2 separate regions of the Rattus norvegicus genome follow, and region 2 is linked to region 1. Evidence: chromatin contacts called from public Hi-C data. All regions are on one chromosome and are shown on one strand. The core of a region is the stretch at or near the end of the contact, and the rest is flanking DNA. Distances in the headings are between cores, read along the strand shown.

Region 1 (6,556 bases), core at 1,558-4,057:
CTGTGTGTGTATGTGTGTGATAGAGAGAGACATGTGTATGTGTGCATGTATATGTGTGTGACAGAGAGAGACATGTGTGTATGTATGTGTGTGTATGTGTGTGTGTGTGTGAGAGAGACAGACAGACACACACAGAGAGACACAAGAGAGGGTTTCTTGTGTTTTTTTGTTCTTGTTTGTTTCTTGTTTTCTTTTCTTTTTTTTTTTTTTTTTCTGAGCTGGGGACCGAACCCAGGGCTTTGCGCTTCCTAGGTAAGCGCTCTACCACTGAGCTAAATCCCCAGCCCCTGTTTCTTGTTTTCTAAAGAGAGAGAAAGAAAGGATATAGAGTTGAATAAGGGGAAAAGCATGAACAGAATATATTGTATGAAAAAAGTATATATTTTACATTTCGATATATGTTAAATGCAAATATATAATATATTTATAGTATCTATTTATATTAAATTTATATTTACATTATAATTCTTATATTATAATGCAATGTATGTATATTGTGTATGTTTATATTATACATAATATATTTAAATATATAACTATATAAAATATAAATAATTATGTAAATACATGTAATTTTTATATTGAAAACTTATATATAAATATATCATAAAATTATATATTACATATATATTCCCTTGAGCTGCAGTGGCTAAGTTGCCTCGGCCCTAGCTGCCACCCTTCCATACCCCACATCAGCAGAGTCTTCCTGAAGGGTCATGCTGCCCACCTGCCTGGACACATCTCCTCCTGCAAAGTTTGGGTGCTCCGTCCTTCCTCATGCATGAAGCACCCACTCGTTACATTTGCACGTGCCTCTACCACAGCCATGACCTTATAATGCCAAGGAAGTTCCCCTATTGATTCCCCATGCCAACCACGAGGAGACAGTGACACAGGGAGGATGGACTCCAAATCCTGAAATAGACATTAGTCATCGAGAGAGGCAGCAGCCACTGCAGATGCTCCAGGCCATCGAGGTGATCATCACTGTCACAGGGATGGGACTGAAGTCCCTTCCATAATGAACAGAAGGTTGGTCCGTGCATCCTTTCTCCTGAGGAAGCTGACCTGGGTCAAGCACAAGATATTTGTTGCCATTATACTTTCCTGCAGAGAGCTGGGTGTTTACAGACCAGCGATGGGTGTGGTAGGCTGGGCCATCGGAGGTGACCATCAGATCTAAACCCTGTGGATGGCCACAGGACCAGCCCTCCTTTCCTGACTGTGCTCGGAATGACAAAAATGCTGCCAAGTGTCCAGTCGCAGAATCAAAGGGCACCAGAAACCACTGATATGACACGATACCCATAAAGCAAAGGGCCAGACAGGGAGTCCCTGTTCTAGAAACATCCACACCCAGAACTGCGTGTGCTCCTGAACGTGCCAGCGCACAGAGGGCTTCCCATCCACCCCACCTTCAGATTGCACCTTCAGTCCAGCATCCTAGGAGCAGAGAGACCTGCAGAAGAACCTTGATGGGAAGGGCCAGTCTGTGCTATGCAACTCATCATGGAAAAGCCCCTCTCAGCAGAGAAGAAAGTGTGGCCTTGATGTTTTAAAGCAAAGACTTAAGAAACAGTTCAGTTCCCTGGAATAAATGTAAGCTTTGGCTAACATTAACTGCTGAAAGAAATGTCTGATGGTGTCGAGAGGGCCCTTCCATGGCGGCCATGCTGTGACGTTTGAACACGTTTGCTGTCTGCAATGAGAGTGTTGCAGCAGACAAGGAGGACTTCCTCGGCTCATTCTTGTAGAGGACTTCCCATAGGAACATGAGATCTGGAACTTCCCTTGTTTCTACACCTGCCTTTAGTTCAACTGGCCCTGAGGTGTGGACTGCCCTGCTCAGAGACTAGGATTCTGTGGGGGAGGCTGGGAGTTGGGCCGGCATCAAGTCTGCTGAGCATACTCTAAACCCAAACAGATGGGTTTTATCTGCCTTCTGTCATTTCCACACAAAATGTCCTTCAATAGAAGGATTCCATTGCTTTTTATAATAGTTGAAAATTTGCCTTGGATACCTCTCTTCAAAGCCTTTTTCTAACTTGATAAGACCCAGAAAAGAACATGAAGCTATGCCCTGGCCTAGAGGTCCAGAAGCCTACTCAGACCGATCCAAACTCCTCAGCTCTGAGACTGGCATGTCCTGAGAGGACTGTCTTCATTGTCCCCCCACTGAGGATGCGTGAACTCCACCCCAGGCTGTGGTCATAGCATAAATCATGGAAGGTCAACGCACTAAAGGAGCGTGAAGAGGCTCCAGTGAGGAAACCTCACCACACAACTGAGAAACCAGAGGTGCAGAGAGGGGGCCCTAGGGAGCATCAGGCTGGGGTAACTTCACCCACCCCAACTCCTCCACACCTATCTCCTGCCAGTTCTCAGGACTCATTGTCCCCCTGCCTCTGTGACTCACTCAGAATGAAAATGTTTTCTTCACAATGCTACCAGTGTTCCCCTGCAAGGCACCGGGCATCTGTTAGGGATCTGTGACCCCTGGAAAACTGCAGTAAATAAATGTCACCATCAATCATATAAGCAGCTGACTCAAAGAGCCTGGACTGGAAGAAAGAGGTGGCTCGCACTGCCTGTCTTAACTTCCAGAAAGTTCTCTCCCCCGCCTCCCCTTCTCTGACAGAACTCCCAGTCTCACTTCCTAAACAGAGCCTTCCAAACAGGCTCATTCCTCTCCCACCTTCAGAACAGCTGAGTCCTGCCATTGAGCGACAGAACACCTGCCTTCCTCCAAGTGCAGTCAAGAGAGCTCTGTCCCAGGCTGTGGCCAGAGCTAAGCAGAGAGCCCTGGCCAAGAGGCGACTACTTTTTAAACTGGTTGGCAGCAGAGGCTTAGCCAAGTGTGCATGCAGTCAGGGTGCTGAGTGGCCCCTGAAGGAACAAGAGCCCAGAGTGGGAGAGGAAGCCACGGAAAGGTCCTGTCTGGCTATAGGCTCTGCTTTGCTCCTTACACAAGTGACCACATGAATAAGATCCCTTTGTGGGCACATTAGGGGCTGAGCCTTCTGGCCACACCAGGATTTCCACAGGACTCCCTCTGTGACTTCCTAGATACCAAGGTCCTTCTCATCTCCCAGGGGCCTGTGTCAATTTTTCCTGCAGGCTGTGGTTGACATCTGTCCCCAGGTACCTTCTTAATCTCCCTGTCATCCACTGTTGCCCAGAACTGACAACTCCTAAATGGTTCCCTTCCCCCTGGATTTTCCCATTCCACTCTAATTTAAGCCACATTAATTCTCCAAATACTTATTTCCACACAGCCAAGTAGTTCCTTCCCCAAGGGCAATGACCATAGCTCTGTTACCACAGATGCTGCTCTTCATGGCACCCTATACACACACACACACACACACACACACACACACACACACACCACACACCACACACCCACACATACACACACACCACACACACACACACCACACACCACACACATACACACACCACACACACACCATATACATAGACATACACCACACACACCACACACACACACACACCACACACACACACACCACACACACACACACCACACACACACCATACACATACACATACACCACACACACACACACCACACACCATACACACACACATACACACACACCATATACATAGACATACACCACACACACCACACACACACACCACACACACACACACCATATACATAGACATACACCACACACACACACCACACACACACACCACACACACACACCATACACACACACATACACACACACCACACACACACCATACACGTACACCACACACACACCATACACACACACCACACACACACACCACACACACCACACACACACCATACACATACACATACACCCACCATACACACACCACACACACACCATACACATACACATACACCCACCATACACACACACCACACACCACACACACACACACCATACACACACACCATACACACACACCATACACACACACCATACACACACACATACACACACACCACACACACACCATACACATACACCACACACACACCATACACACACACCACATACACACACCACACACACCACACACACACCATACACATACACATACACCCACCATACACACACCACACACACACCATACACATACACATACACCCACCATACACACACACCACACACCACACACACACACCATACACACACATACCACACACACACACCATACACATACATACACACACACCATACACACACACACCACACACACCATATACATAGACATACACCACACACACCACACACACACACACCACACACACACACCACACACACACACTACACACACCACACACACACACCACACACACACACCATACACACACACACCACACACACCATACACACACACCACACATACACACACATACACACAACACACACACACACACACACACACACACACAGCTCTTGTATAAGCTGGAAAGCTGTGCCTCCCGACACCTAGAGATGTCTCACAGACCTCTCCCTGGCATTGTGCCTCTGTCCCCCCATTTCCCACCTGACACACCCTCCACCCCATCCTCTCCTTCCCACTAAGAGACCTGGCCCCCTTAATGTATACTCATTTGTCGTCTCTGCTGTCTCTGCACCCCCAGTGACCAGATGACAGGTAGATGTCAGCATCCCCATTCCTCTGGAGTAGAAACTTCCTACTGAGCTAAAAAGTTCTATCTCCCTCCTGTACAGCAATGAGTCCTCAGGCCAGCAGCATCCTCCGGCATTGTGCCTTCAATGAGAGGCAGAAGTACCAGGGTTCTGGGAAGCAGGAGGATAAAATAGGCAGAGAGGGACAGGGAGGGGAGGGGAGAGGGAGAGGGAGAAGGAGAGGGAGAGGGAGAGAGAGAGAAAACAGGCTACATTGGGGTGTCATTCACTCTTGATCCAAAAACCTGAGAAAAAGGCTTTCCAGTCAGCTAGGAAAAACAAACAAAGCCAGAATGGGGTCATCTGGAGGAAGAAGCCAGCCTAGCAGCTACCATACAATCAGAACCAAGTGGCCTCATGGATACAGCCCTGACACCATGCCGTGGAAACCTGAGGGGGCAGTGTTGCTGGTGTCCTGGGAGGAACTCTGTATTTCTATGTTATCGGCTGGGGGAGGCCTACAGCATTTGTTGGACTCTTCAGGCAAACACAGTGGCCAGATCTTCGAAACAGGACGCCTTTGTCCATGACTGACACCCTGGCCTAGAGCCCAGCTCTGCTTCAGGGGAGGATTTAGGTCACAAGAAAATGGGGGTGGGGTGGAGGGTGGCTGTAGCCTTAGAAATCTGTGTAAAAATTGGGGAGGCACTTCACCCCTTCCCAGGGTCACACCCTTGCCCTGTCTGACCTTACTTTGCATCACGCTGACTTTGAAGACACAGCATTGGATGGCCTCCTCAACCTCTTTTAAAAGCTATTTGGCAAATTCCCACCTGGCTGGAACCTCCCCCATCGATCTGTTACCTCTTTCTAGTCAGCTCAAATCATTGTGTAAAGCTTTCCCAACCTCCGTTCAGTATAAAGACCCGTGCAAACATGACCGGGAAGCCCCTGGAAGCCTCCAGTACACTGGAGAGTCACCAAGGACCACAAACTCGGACTGCTTTCCAAAGCCAGAGAGCATCTCAGACAAGGATGGTGCCCTGGCCTGCCGATGCTCCCCGGCTGTTTTGGCTTTAGAGAAAAGCTGCTGAAGATGTGAAAGCGGCTCTTGAAGAACGACCCAGTCACACCTGCTGTGATCTTTCCACTTCGGCTGCCCTTTCTAAACTGCTCCTTTTCACAGAGGTCAGCCCGAAGCCCTGCCTCCGAGGCCAGCCCTTATCCTCCGCGCATATTTAAAAGCGTTGGCAAACAGTTTTCCAACCCCTGTCTCTTAAGAGATGAGCTAACCGCTCACTCAGGCCTGGCGCTGAGCTAATGAACTGCGTGCCTTCCTGTTGGCTTTGCTCGCCATCTTCTGGACCGAAAGCAGTATTGCTACCAAGGAAGGGGCGGGCCCGGACGCTCCAGGGCTTCTTAGAGCAAACCCAAACACAGAAGACCAAGAGGAACTGTTCCTGAATACCAAGAGAGCAAGATTGAGCCTCGTTTTCTACCGCAGAGCTGTGCTCAACCACACACTTATTTTCTTTTGAGAAATCACTTCTGGAGCACCTGGCCTTACACTTTAACAAGCATGTGGCTGAACACCTACTATGTGCTAGTGGCCTGCTCGGACTGTGACAAGTAGTCACTAAAACACGTGTGCAAGTAAGCTGTGTCAGCACCCCTGAGCTGCAAGGAGCACGTGTCAAAGTCAGGGTTGAGCATAGTCTCTGCAGATTATTTTTACCGCCACTCTCGTGAACCCAGTATGAGAAAAGCAGGTTCCTCATGAGCTCCAGGGCTGGTCCCAAAGACACTGTACAGGTCTCAGCCCCAGTTCTCAGGGGAGCAGGTGGATGGAGAATGAGTCTAGAACCAGCGAACTTTGGAGACATCTGCGTAAGCCAAGGTGTTCCCTTTCCATT
Region 2 (6,556 bases), core at 2,416-4,915, 750 kb before region 1:
CTATCCGATGATGACATTTGGGGCCTCACCATTGAGGCAGAGCAGAGCTGCCACCGAGCTAAGCCATTCCCGGATTTCTGAGTCTGGGAACCATATGATATATGCTGACAGCTTTGTAAATCATGAGGGCTTGGGGTGAATCTATTCACAGCAACAGAAGACTAACACACAAACACTTAAAGGGACCTTGACAAAACTCAGTGTATCCCAAAGACCATCAGGTGGGCACTGGAATTGGAAGTCCTATTGTTTGCGTGTGCTGGTTTGATTGAGAATGGTCCCCACAGGCCATGTTTGAATGCTTTGTACCCAGGTGGCAGAACTGTTTGGGAAGGATTAGGAGGTGTAGTCTTGTTGGAGGAAGTGTATCTCTGGGGACTCAGCTTTGAGGTTTCAAAAGCGTTAACCGTTCCCAGTTGGCTCTCTCTGCCTGGTGCTTGTGGGAAAAGGTCCGAGCTCTCAGCTACTGTTGCAGGAGCATGATGTCTTACCACAGCAACAGAAAGGTAATTAGGATGGTGGAGTGTGCACTTGAGGTGTCTTGTATGGGATGAGGATCCCAGTGTGTGTACATGAGACTTGTATGAAGGGCAGGCCTGCTGTGTGACAATGGCAGGCAAAGTGCTAGGAGAAGAATGTTGGGGGCCTCATTTCAGAGTCATTGTCTAACAGTCATAACTGACCCACATGAAAAGGACATTCTTAGGGAGAGTTCACAGATGAGTCTTGAAGGAAACTTCATAGCGCTTGGCAGTGTTGCTGCTGGGAAGCCCATGTGGAGAATGAAAGGCTAGTGCCCTCAGGACATATGAGGGGATTTTTTTTTTTTTTTTTGTCACCTGGTTGGAATGAAGTTTTATGACACTTAACCTGCATTTTGGAGTGGATCACAGATGAGCTTTCTCTTGAAATGTAACTAAATGTTCCCTCTATATTAAACTGCAAATTACAGACGTTTCGGCTCTCTGCCCAGTATTGAGTTCTGAACAATGGGATGACAGCTGTCATCTTGGAGGGATGACATTTTTCACAAAGCTGCTATTTACCTCTGCACTGGTCTCTAAAGTTTTCAATGCCTTCAGCAGCCTCCTTGGCTGAGAGCTGCGGTGTGAGTAGGTGGCAGTGGGGGCTCACTCTTTTGTTGGACAAAAAATGCTGGCACTCAGAGACCTTAAGTGGTTCACTCCAGTTCACACAGCTGGTGACTGATCAGGCAGGGACTTGGAACTTGGCTCCTATCCCTGCTCTAAGAGAAATAGCATAATGAAATCGAGCCGTAGGTGAGCACATGTGGGTGGGAGGCGACCAGAGGAGCCTTTGATTAACTTCAAAGTGCTGAAGAGGAAGCCAGCCTTCACAGGCATCCTCAAAACCTTTCCCAAACCGAGTCTCTTCGTTTCCTCTTCTCAACCTTATTCATTAACGCAAGGAGCAAGTTACTATTTGCTTGATCTGAAATTGGTTAGTTGGACAGTTTCCCTTCTAGGCAAAGGACAATTACTACCTGAAGAATATAGGAGATGGCTAGAAGGAAGCATAATTCCCCCAAACCGTGGGATGTAAGAGAAATGGGTAACGATTCTCAGGAAACTTGGGGATTTAAACACTATGTTTTTGTGATATTCTGTCCGCATAACTTTTTTACTTAAAAGCTTATCTGCTGCTCACTGACATGCTTTTTTGGAAGGGCTGGAGGGAAGGGGAACTCTGGCTTTCTTCCCAGATATTCTATACCTGAGACTTCCTGGCCCAGTATAAACAGGAGGATTATGCGTTTTCCAGAGGGGATGAGCTGGGGCTTAGACAGAGTCAAAAGCAAGACCCTTTGCCAAGGTAACCTTTGCTCATACCTGTGCTGGTCACCAAACCTGGGCAGCAATAAGCCCCACACTTTAGAAAGGTTGATTCTCTTTCTTTGGTGACCAGTAGTCCCAGAGGGGACCAATGAGAGCTGTAATGAGCGCCATGAAGGCTGTGGCTCTGACCCTTCAGAGGAGCATTACTACCTAAACTGTCCCGGTTCGTCACGAGACCCAGGGGTTCCGATGTGCATCTACCATCCATTGGCAAAGAACAGCCAAAGCGCAAACCGATATTTCTCATCCATTCTTTGATCCTGTTCTGGAGACGTTTCTGGATTCCAATAGATGGTAGCAATCCCTAACGTAGGAAACAGGTCCATTGAGTCAAATAGATGATGTGGCCTCTACTTCCATTGCTCCCTGGCTGTTGGCTCTGCTGAGCCTTTGTTTAATGTATACCATTAGCCTTGTTGTGGGACAGTGGTTCTCATCCCCCTAATGCTGTGATCCTTTAATGCAGTTCCTTAGGTTGTGTTGACTCCCGGCCACAAAATTATGTTGTTGCTACTTCATAAATGTAATTTTTCTGTTGTTATTCATTGTAATGCAAATATTGATTATGCAGGATATTGATACACGAGCCTGTGAAAAGATCATTTGACCCCGAGGGATCCGCCCCGCAGATTGAGAACCACCATTTTAGGAGGCCTTTACTGGACTCAAGTGAGACTTGTCTTCTCTGTTTAATATGGGCTCTAGCTCAGGCATTAATTCTTTGTTCCCACACTCCTGTCCTATCTCTCGCAGGTCTCCCAGCTACGTGAGTTGTCTGGGCAGATTCATCAGAGCATGTCCATCTTCCAAATGTGATCTTTTTCTGATGGAGGCCCAAAAGCCCACAGAGAGGGTTCCTGCATCATATCCACAAGCTTCCAGTCACTTGGACAGAATACCTGAGATAATTTACAACTGTGGGGGTCAGTCCTCCCCTTCCACGAAGTTGGTCCCCAGGATCCAATTCTGACCATCAGTCTGACAGCAAGCACCCTTACCACTGAGCCATCCCACCAGCTCAGTCTACAGTGTTTTCAAGTGCCCTTAGAACCACTACCAAATCAAACTCTACTATCCTGGATTATAAAGTAAGCCTCGATTTATATTTAAAATACGTAATAAAATATATGACCACGCTGCTCAATAACAGAAAGATATCTGGGACTTTCTCCCTCCAAACTTGGATCTCTCTCCCTCTCTCTCTCTCTCTCTCTCTCTCTCTCTCTCTCTCTCTCTCTCTCTCTCTCTCTCTCTCCCCCCATTTGTAAATAATCCTTGGATCAGAGAAGATATGTCAAGGGATATTTTAGGACCACATGAAAATTACAGAACTAAAGCAGCCGCCAGGGGACTTTTCAACCCTAAATGCTTACATTTGAAGAAGAGGCAAAGCACTAACGACACAAACAACACTACATCCAGATCATTCAAAAGCATCGATGGGAAAAATATCGATGCAAAAAAGTCCAACGAAATACTGGTAAATTAGATACAGAGCTATATAAAAATCAATAAGATCTTATTACCAGGCGGAGTTGTGGCGTTTATTCCGTGAAAACAACGCCTGTCCAGTGTTTTAAAAGCGATCAATGTGATATACTATTATAATCACATCTCTTTCTCTGTGGCTCCGTGTGTATGGGTGTTTAGCCTCAGCTGCACAGGACAGCCGGCAAACCATGTTAGTTCTCTTGTTTTAATTTTCACTGTCGTACGGGTTCCTTGAATTTCCCCCTCACAGCCCTGAGTGTTTTAGCGGGGACAAGCAGGGTGTGTGATTACCCAGACCTCAGCTTGTGGCTGTTCTTAGTGCGATGCTGGGCCCCAAGAAAACCCCTTTGTGTTCCATGAGTCATCCCAGGGGAAGAAGTTGCTGTCTACTGGTGACAAAGGGATTAGAACAAAATGTTCCCTAGGGAGGGCATTTCTTGAGAATTACTTGTGCCATGTACTGTTTCTACCCATAATTCCACAGCCTTGTCCTTCTGTACAGTGTGCATGCGACTGGACTGAAGCCCATGAAGAGACTTCCTAGTTTTACTCAGGATTCCACAGCAAAGTCCCTGAGCATCCAAACTGAATCCGTCCTGCACACTGGGCTACGCCTGTCATTGTGTTACCCAGGTGACAGTGCTGAAGAGTCCCTGTGGGACACATCAGCTAAGCACACGCTAAGGACACGTTCTTTCCATCCTTTTGTATACCCAGTGTTTATGGGAGCCTACTGTGTACTGAAGATAACAGAGATATACCAAGGAATGAGGCACACAGCCCCCAGTTAGGGAGCTTGCTGGCCGTGGGAGAGCACCTCAGACCACCTCAGGCTGGGGAGGCATCAAGCACAGAGACTTATTAGATCTGGGTTCTGCTCCAGCGTCAGGAGGATTGGCTTCCTGTTGGCTGAGTCAAGATTTGAGGTGAGGGCTGGAGAGATGGCTCCGTGGTTAAGAGCACTGACTGCTCTTCCAGAGGTCCTGAGTTCAATTCCCAGCAAACACACAACCATCTGTAATGAGATCCGATGCCTTCCTCTGGTATGTCTGGAGACAGTGACAGTGTACTCACATACATAAAATAAATAAATCTTAAAAAGAAATTGAAGTGACACTGGACTTCACCCGAGAAAAAGCAGAGCAAAACCTGTACACTCATGTGCATGCGTGCATGCATGTGTGGATGTGTCCTTTGGTCTCTTCTAAAGACAATGGCACTGAGGTAGGGGCCCAGTGGTAGTGGGTCAGATGAGGACTTGGATTCAGACTGCTCACACCCACAGAAAGCCTGGCGTGGCTGTGAGCTCCAGGGTTACTGAGACAATTAAATAAAATGGGGAGTAGAAGAAAAAAGTACCAGATGTTAACCTTAACCCTTGCCCTCCTCGTGTGCATGCACCTACATGCATGGACACACATCTGCACTCAAGAAAGAAAAAACTTTAACGCCACCTTTCAATAGGGGTCCCATGCAGATGCTTTATTTAACTCTGACCCCTCCTTAGGAACCTAAGTAGCAGTGTTGAATCACATTTTTCTCACCTGACCTCTGATGGGTGGGAAGTCAATTCTATCTCAGTCACTTTGCTGGGACAGAATGACTGGAAAATGCAGGTCCCGGAGGAAAGGGGCTGTCTCATGAACAGGGATTCAGTCCGTCAAGGCTGCAGGCCTATAATGCAGCTGCTCACACTATGTCCACCTTCCAGAGGCGGAGAGAGGAATTCAGATGCACAGCTCACTTCCTTTAACTTCAGCACACGCAGGCCAGGATGCAGCAGAAAGTGAAAAGCATCAGTTCTCACCCACAGGACGGTGAGATGTTCACAGAGGCCCAGAGTCCAGGCAGTTCCTGAGGACATTGCTGACATAGACAGGCATGGCAGAGAAAGACACCTCAGGGTCTAGAGGTCTTTGAGGCCCATTCATTGAGACATAGGTGCTGCCAGCTCTCCACAAAAACATTAGGTATTCTCGACAGCTGCGTTATCTTTCTGGATCATTCTACCGGGGATAACCCTTAGGGCTACTCCTCTTTAATGTTCTAACTTGTATCAGAAAACTAGTGGCTCATTGGATTACCCCCCCCCTTTAAATGAACTTTGCAGGATGAGCAAGATGGCTCAGTAGGTAGACGCTTGCTCCTGATCCTGATTAATAGTTAGATCCTTGAGACCCACATGAGAAAAGAACTGGCTACTGAGAGCTGTCCTCTGACTCCAACATGTACTAAATAAATGTTAACAAAAGGATTTAAAAGGTTAAAACGTGCAGTAATAGGCTTGTCATGGCACCTTCATATACATGGGTTCATTATAGTTTGCGTCCATCTCTGTCGCCTTTCTAATTCCCTTTCTCCTTCTGGTTACACCTTCCCAGCTTTCCTATTTCATGCTACCCATACCCTGTTCCTCACCTCTCCTAAGTCTCCTCCCCTCGCTTGCACACACACACACACACACACACACACACACACACACACACACACACACACCCCACTGACTAAAGCCTTTTCAAGTCTCAAGTCTCATGCAGTGAGTGGGAAATCTGTCCACCCGAATGCTCTCATCCTCTTGTCCAGGTCCAGTTTCCACCTCTACTTTTCCAGAGGGCCTTTCCTTGTCGCTGGAGGCCAAGGGGCGCTGTCTCCTCTTCCTTCAAACTCACAGCACCTCATGGTCTTGTGCTTCAGCTTCTCAGTGCTCAGTACTGTGCCTACCGAATAGATAATGATGCGTTTAAGAGAAAGGACAACGGAGAAAAACAAAAGAAACTGAGGAGGAGAAGCCACAGGGAGGTAGGGGAAAAAATCAGGGAGAGCTCAGGTGTCATGGAAACCAGGGAGAAAGAATTCTGGGGGGAGGGGACCGTGCATCCTCCGACACAGAGCACAGTTCAGTCAGGTAGAGACTACAAACCAGTGCTGAGGATGGTGAGAATGGAAGGCAGTCCAGTGAGCAAGGTGGGAGGGCTGAGGAAGGAGGGGGAGGAGGTGGCAGCCGAGAAACATGAAGTGAAGAAGGGTTAAAACATTGCACCTTCAGTAGGCGGAAGCTTCTGCATTGCGAAGGCACAATACAAAGGTAAGAGGTTCAAGGCAGCGTGGAGGCCTGGATGAGGGCCAGGGCAGCTTCATTACACAGTGAGACTACATCAAAGGAGAGCGCATCTTGAGATGGGGACTGATGGGGGTCTCTTAGTCCGGGT

Evidence for each region. Hi-C and Micro-C count contacts between places; a contact is called where the count stands out from the background.
Region 2: a Hi-C map of Schwann cells shows a contact between it and region 1, with 6 times the contacts expected there. The contact joins two enhancer-like sites. A contact is called at or near these places in 4 of 12 Hi-C or Micro-C datasets (the A7r5 cell line, Schwann cells, kidney and 1 more) and 1 of 1 datasets of contacts at active chromatin or transcription factors (oligodendrocytes).

Annotation. Positions count from the first base shown.
Region 1 is chr6:13,467,117-13,473,672 of GRCr8, reverse strand. No RefSeq gene overlaps it. Among named protein-coding and RNA genes, the nearest start is that of Tmem247, 16 kb to the right of the region's middle. Within about 2 kb of position 2,807, at least 11 of the 93 cell types and tissues checked have an H3K27ac peak or open chromatin away from gene starts, as enhancers often do. A contact at or near this core is called in Schwann cells, where this site is marked.
Region 2 is chr6:14,214,405-14,220,960 of GRCr8, reverse strand. LOC120093190 (a long non-coding RNA gene) reads right to left here. Exons shown (of 3, transcript XR_010052158.1): 2 at 6,388-6,556; 3 at 4,803-6,064. LOC102551445 (a long non-coding RNA gene) reads left to right here. Exons shown (of 4, transcript XR_005505649.2): 3 at 2,428-2,525; 4 at 2,610-3,003. Among named protein-coding and RNA genes, the nearest start is that of Srbd1, 11 kb to the left of the region's middle. Within about 2 kb of position 3,665, at least 2 of the 93 cell types and tissues checked have an H3K27ac peak or open chromatin away from gene starts, as enhancers often do. A contact at or near this core is called in Schwann cells, where this site is marked.